Regions from separate parts of the Gossypium hirsutum genome. Here region 2 is linked to region 1. A link is a contact called in public Hi-C data. All regions are on one chromosome and are shown on one strand. Each heading gives the region's core, a stretch centred on a gene start, on an enhancer-like site or on the middle of the called end of the contact. The rest is flanking DNA. Distances are from core to core; before and after follow the strand shown.

Evidence for each region. A called contact is a pair of places that touch in the nucleus more often than the background predicts.
Region 2: a contact with region 1 is called in a Hi-C map of leaf, with 2.3 times the contacts expected there. The contact joins the promoter of LOC107948505 here to the promoter of LOC107948508 in region 1. A contact is called at or near these places in 3 of 34 Hi-C or Micro-C datasets (callus and leaf).

What each region holds. Positions count from the first base shown.
Region 1 is chrA05:82,370,853-82,374,445 of Gossypium_hirsutum_v2.1, forward strand. It overlaps LOC107948508 (probable alpha-mannosidase At5g13980), which reads left to right and starts at 1,655. Exons shown (of 29, transcript XM_016883081.2): 1 at 1,655-2,248; 2 at 2,348-2,431; 3 at 2,632-2,720; 4 at 2,856-3,030; 5 at 3,134-3,253; 6 at 3,447-3,530. The coding sequence starts at 2,051.
Region 2 is chrA05:82,564,096-82,567,760 of Gossypium_hirsutum_v2.1, forward strand. LOC107948505 (translocon-associated protein subunit beta) reads right to left here and starts at 1,662. Exons shown (of 6, transcript XM_016883078.2): 1 at 1,253-1,662; 2 at 422-520; 3 at 231-339; 4 at 53-124. The coding sequence starts at 1,434. It overlaps LOC107947879, which reads right to left and starts at 2,330. Exons shown (of 1, transcript XM_016882386.1): 1 at 1,923-2,330. The coding sequence starts at 2,330. The coding sequence ends at 1,923.

The DNA of each region.
Region 1 (3,593 bases), core at 405-2,904:
AATTTGGTTAAGTGCTCAAATAAGTTTAGTAGTGCCTTGTGCTCGACTCCGGCAACGGTCTCGGGTAAGGGGCGTTACATGCATATTAACCCTAAAAATTTTAATAAATTTATATATTTTATATATTTTTATTTTTATTAGTACTTGCTACGTGTCATAATATTAGGCTAACATGTGTCGATATATTATTGCATGGCTATACCACATCATCACATTCTAATAAAGTTACAAGATAATTATCAAAATATGTGAGACTCTAAGTTCATATACCGGTTAAGCCTAAAAAAAATTAGGTACAAGTTAAATACATAACTGATGAAATTTAGAGGCAACGTATATATTATCTCTGGAAAAATATATATTCATAAAATTACTAAATATTAAATAAAAATCATTATGTACAAATATAAACTAACTCAAGTTAATTATTTATAAATATGTATAAATTTGAACAAAGTTTAAAATCAATGTTTTAAACCATATTAAACCTTAAGGATTATATATATAATATTGTAACTACATATGAACTTGTTGCAACTCAACCCTCACTCATAAAAACAATATTCATTCTATTCATAAATTAGAGGTATTCATGAGTTAAGTTTAAATATGATATTAATATATTTTATGTTGTTCGAGTCCACCTGACTTAAAATATGGGTCTATAATTTTGTCAAAACTTGTTATATTTATAGATGACTAACATAAACCCATTTTAAGAATATTCATATTAATTTTTTATTTTTTAAAAATATATATTATTTTTAATTTAATATTTAATAATTTTATTTTTTTCATATATTAAAACTTTCTATAGGTTAAATTATGTTACTAGTCCTTATACTATGCATAAATTATGGATTTAGTTCCTATATATTAATTTAATCAAAATTAGTCCTTGTACTTTTTAAATTGGTTAGTTTTAGTCCATATGCTATTCAAAATTTGAAATTTTAGTCCCGATCCAAATGGTAGCAGTTAAGATCGGTTGGTTAAATTACACTATTAATCTTCTACTATGTATGAAATTGTAAATTTAATTCATATTATTCAATTGGATCATTCTTAATCCCTTTTCGAATTTGGAAATTTTAATATTGATGCAAACGATAGTAGTTAAAGCCATTAACTGACTTTTTTGTGAGTAAAATGTGAAAATAACAAGTTGACATAACATCATACATATGGTAATATATTTACCATGTCAAAATTTGAAAATAATAAAACTTAATAAATTTAACAACTATAATCTGATAAGGATTACAATTTTAAAATTAAAAAAAATAAAAGGATTAAAAATAACAAAAAATTAAAGTATAAGGATTGAATTCACAAATTACACATAAGAGAGGAGGACTAATAATAGAATTTAACCTTTTATATATAGACAATTTAATAATTTTTAATGTCTATATTAAAATATTATATATTATAATACTAAATTAAAAAACGAGGCGGATTGAATTAATAGACCAGCAGCGCACTGCAACAAAAGTCTTTACAAATTTAAAATACTTATTTTTAATATTTTAATTTAACAATTACCTTTTTTTAAATAATATTTTTCTCGAACTCAGGTTGAATAGAATTAAAATTCAATTGATAAAATTTAAATATTAAATAACATAAATTACCTTATTTTAAAAATAGTTTTGGATAAGGAAGAAGTTGAAAGAAGCAGGATGGTAGTATTATCATAATAATACTAAATACCTACACTACAACTGGTATTGGTATTCATCAAGAGAAGTCAATACCAAAAAAGAAAGTGAAGAATGGCAGTTGTCGCTGTTCCATCTACTGCAGAAATGTTTGGATGAGTGTTTCCTTGCTTGACTTGCTCCTCCCTTATCAGTTAAGCAGAGTCTCGTAAACGTTTTTTTACTGAAAACCTTTGCTGTCCTTTTCGTTTATGACGTCTAAAGCTACAGTAATCTGTTGCTTGAAGCCAAAAACTTGTTTCCATTTTCCCTTTCCAACTCAAACCAACACCTTAAAACTGCTTAAATCTCCAACACCCACACCCACACTCTAAACTAAACTGCCAAGTATGCGTACCGTTGAGTTGATCGGCGTGGTGCTATTTTTGGGGGTTTTATGTTCTGAATCGAAATACATGGTTTATAACACTTCAGCTGGAATAGATGCTGGGAAAATCAATGTTCATTTGGTTCCTCACACCCATGATGATGTTGGTTGGTTAAAAACCGTTGATCAGTATTATGTTGGCTCTAACAATTCCATCCAGGTGCCCCCTTTCTCCTTCCACTCTCTATTTCTACGATTCTATCTTAAATTTTCTTTTTATTTTTTTCTCTTTCTGTTTCTGTGGGGTTTCCGCCACTAGGGAGCTTGTGTGCAGAATGTGTTGGATTCTTTAGTGCCGGCACTGTTAGCTGACAAAAATCGCAAGTTCATTTATGTTGAGCAGGCAAGAAATCTCGAATTTTGACTGTCTTTAGTATAAATTTTTCCTTCAAGCTTAACCTCCATTTTTCGTATTCCTTGTCTAAAACGCTGCATTAAACGTATTTTAAGGTTATGCTGCTCGACTGTACTGGCAAGAGATATGTGGTTGTCATGTGTCATATGTCGTGTTTGCGTTGTAATTGTCTTAATTGATTCATGCAGGCATTTTTTCAGCGATGGTGGAATGATCAGAGTGAGCTAACTCAGAGTATAGTCAAGAAACTTGTCAACTCGGGTCAACTGGAGTTCATGTAATTCGTGACATAAATAAACCCTTTTCCAAACATCCATGGTTGCAACTATGTTGCATGTTTAAAAACTATTCTTTTCTGTCATATCCCGACGAGTTTGTACTTCCACTCATTCTCTTCCTCTGCTTCTGCCAGAAACGGAGGCATGTGCATGCATGATGAGGCAGTACCACATTACATAGACATGATTGATCAAACAACTCTTGGACATCGATTCCTAAAAGAGGAGTTTGGCGTCACTCCAAGAATTGGGTGGCAAATTGATCCTTTTGGACATTCTGCAGTACAGGCTTACTTATTGGGTGCGGAGGTAAGTCTATCTGTAACTACTGCTGCTAGCTTTCTTCTTCAGTTATTGTTACTCACTTTTCAAGCAGCATTGTTTAGATAGAATTATGTTTCTATGTTTGAAGGTGGGATTCGACTCATTTTTCTTTGGCCGCATAGACTACCAAGACAGGATTAAGCGAAAAAAAGAGAAGAGTCTCGAAGTAATTTGGCGGGGTTCTAAGAGCCTGGGCTCATCTGCTCAGGTGAACAGCTTGTTTGTTTTGCTTGTATTTGGTGTATGCATGATTAGCTTTTGATATGACATTTTGTACTTCAACTTCATGATTATAGTGTTGCATTTACTGATTTATTGACCTTTCAAATTGTGGCTGCGGATGTATATCAACATTCCATTATTCTTCAGTTATTATTTACTTGAACTTATTTGCGTTGCAGATTTTTGCAGGAGCATTCCCAGAAAATTATGAACCTCCACCAGGTTTCTACTTTGAAGTTAATGCTGATTCCCCTGTTGTTCAAGTAAGCTCAATCTTATTTGTTTAGTCAGTCTGTTGACTCGAGTATGTAATTGGTTTTAGTTAA
Region 2 (3,665 bases), core at 412-2,911, 190 kb after region 1:
GATATTGAATAGCTATAATACATTGATTACTGTTATTCCACGCAAAACTTACCCAGTCAAACTTCTTCTCAGGAGGTCTTTCTGCAAGAACATCTAACGGCAAGATTGGAGTTGAATATGCCTCCTAAAAAGACACAACAAATTAGAGCATCAAAGCTTTTCCTTTCTCCACATTTTCTTTTCTTTCCCCTTAAAATTTAAGGAAAATACACTCAGTTTTGATCTCAAACCTGCAAAGCAGCCTTTGTGGGAATGCGGAAAGTAATTACTGCCGGGGCACCATAGAACATTCCTTGCTTTTTGGCCTCTAGTTCAAATGAATGAGATAGAAGACCACCACTGCAGATAGCAAAGTTCTGCATTTTTATTAATCCAATCTAGGAATAACATATTAATAGAATTAAACAAAAGCAAAACTCACGCATCAAGTCTTTCCCATGACCGTGAAGTGTTGCCACTGACAATATCAAACATATCTTGAGGCCAGCTATCATCGAGGAGACTCACATCATATGCTGTCCTGAATCATTTTTTTCCCCAGAAAGATTATTCCTCAAGTAAGATAATATCCCGAAAACACAGAAGTGCAAGACAAATCTAGAAAAATTCACTTGTGAATTCGAAAAAACATCAAAAGAGGAAGAAATATACAAGGCTTCATACTACCACTGTAGAAGTTTCCAAAAATTTCAGCAATATTATTCAAGCATTATATTGGATCGTATAGAAAAACCAATCTCCAATTAGAATTGATGATCAAAGAGGTTAGATCAGGCTTTGCATGAATAATAAGAAGAAGAATAATTGAAAAACCATGAAATATGCAAAACCTTAGAGCAGAGAAAGTTATAAGCAAAAGAAAAAAAAGAAAAAAGCGTGCATATGTATATTCTCTAATCGCAAGGTTAAAAAGGAATGAAATTCCTATTAAAAGGATCGGATTTACAATTTCATTCCATTTCTCTCAGATCCAAATAACTGAAGAAAAAAAATGAAATTCGCTTCAAATCCACATATTTTCTCTTGAATCACCTCAAAAGAAAATGTGATCACTCTCATATTCAAATCAGCTACTTATCACGCAAAGCTTAAAAAGGAAATCGAAAGCTAAATAAAATAAAAATAAAAAAACAGCTCGAATTCAACTCAAAATTGAGGATGGATTCAAAATTTAGAAATTTCATCTCGAAGGAAAAATCATAGCTAAATCTGGATTGAAGTAAAGGGAAAGAAAAAGGAAAGAGAAACGCACGAGAAGCCTTGATTGTAGATGTCGATGGAGACAGAAACGCGTTCTGAACCTGATTTGAGTCTGGTCAACGATGCCTTCTTGTGAGCGACGATGAATGGGGCATCGCCTGTGGCGGTGGCTACTGATGCAAAGAAAATAAGAATCAATGCCTTCATCAGCGAATTTCTGATAAGCCTTGCCATAAGTGTGGCGTAGCTGATTTTTCTTTCTCCTGGTCTTTTAATTAGAATTTGAAATGGTGCTGAAGCGTTGAATAAACAAACAATGAGTAGGGTTCATGATATTGATATCGAGCTTACCAGGGACAACAAATCTGGTTCCTCTGGCGTACGTCACGACGTCGTTTCCCGTTTCATGATATTGAGTTGATCTTTTCAGTACTGTTTTATTTATTTTATTTCATTTACATTATATTTTATTTTACATGATATACTGTTATAAGTAGGATTTAAATATTAACATTCACTTTTTTTTTTACAATAAAATCTAAAATATAGATAATAAATTACATAAGGTATTAATAAAGATTAAATAATATTTATATTCACAAATATAAAATTTTAGCACTTTATTGTAATTATTATTTATAGTTTTAAAACTATTTTAATTTACATATTAATTCATCATTTACTTAATGCATTAAATAAAAAATGTTATTAATAAAATATTATTAAAGAACAAGTACAACCAATCGATTCATTCCACCTCCTACCGCCTTTGCTAAGCAATCAACAACCTTGTTACTTTCCTTTAAGACATGCTGAAGCTTAACTTGCCATTCTCTATTACACCACTCATGAACCAGCCAGACTTCCATTGTATTATTGTTTGCTACAAAGCCATTTATAATAATATCAATAAATAGGGTATTGTCACTTTCCACCTCAACCTGCTTGAAACCCCTCATCCATGTTAGCTTCAAGCCTTTTAGGATATCTTGAGTTTCGATTTTTAAGCTATCAGCCACACCTGTTACTAGTTCAAAACCCACCAACCACCCTCCGCTTGGTCCTCTGAATGCTGCTCCTATTGCCACCCTTGGTTTGCTTGTCAACATCAAGCCATCAATATTAATCATGACCTATCCCAGCTTAGGCCTTTGCCAACTATTTTTTTTCCTTTACTTGCATAACATTTGCTCCATATTGCCATTGTTTCCGAACGATCTTGCCCATGTCATAGCCGAAGCTATTAAATTCTAATTACTCTCGCTAGCATTGTTGAAGATAAAGTCATTATGGTTTTTCCAAAAGAACTAAGAGACTATTGCAAAAAATGTTGACCATTCGCCTCTATGAATTTTAATTCCTCTTTATTCGTGATATTCCAGTGAATCCATCTCTTAAGTGTTAAACTAAAGAAAAATTTCCAATTTTTCCTAGGAACCATTGTTTTCCAAATAGACTGAATAAAATCGTAGTCCCTCACCACATGAATTGTCGTTTCCACAGACCAACCATATTGTTTGCAAAAGGGAGTCAATGTCATACCTCTCCTTATACGTTCCTCGTTAGTTAAAAGTCTATTTCGAATAAACAGCCATAGAAAAAATCACACATTTTGAGGCGCCACAGCTCTCTAAATTAATCTATCATACCCAAACTCCTTGGTCCATTAGTCCTAAAAAGATACTTATATGTTTTTGCAAAGGAGAACTTCCTTGACGAAATCCACTGCCAAGAGATTTAATTAGAACCCAACTCCTTCAAAATTGTGTTGCAAGGACATATTCGGACAATAATATCTCTTGGTAGCATCGTAGATAACCATTCTGTATTCTATTCTCCTTCTAATGTCACTAGGTCACACACGCAAAGAGTTTCATCCAGGGGTTCATTACCAATATACTGTAGCTTTAACGGCCCCGAATCCCTTAACCAAGTATCATTCCAAAAATTTACCAAGCTACTATCATGGATAGTCCAAATGACGCCCTGTTTAACCTCATTCCAAACACTCGTAATTGATGGCCATATGAATGAACAGTTGCTTCAACATATACCCTTCGAGATGATTCCATGAACATTGTATTTATTACGTAGAACATGAACCCACAACTCCTCCGTGTTAGTGACCAAATTAAACCACAACTTCAAAAGAAAGAGATTGTTTTGGTCTTGCAACTTTTGAATCCCTAAGCCTCCATTCAGCATCATCATACAACAATCTTTCCCGCAAGTTAGCTTTTCAACTTCATTGTAGATCATGATTAGAATTTGCGTCGTAGCCATAAAATAATTATGAATCATAAGTAACACTAACTTTACCAATGTGAGACGGCCAAAAAGTGACAACTTAATAACATCCCACCTATTTAGCCGATTCTAAATTTTATTCAAAATAAATTGAAAAGTAATAGTCCCCACTTTGTTGTGAAAAAATGGCATACCAAGATATTTCCCCAAGTCATTAA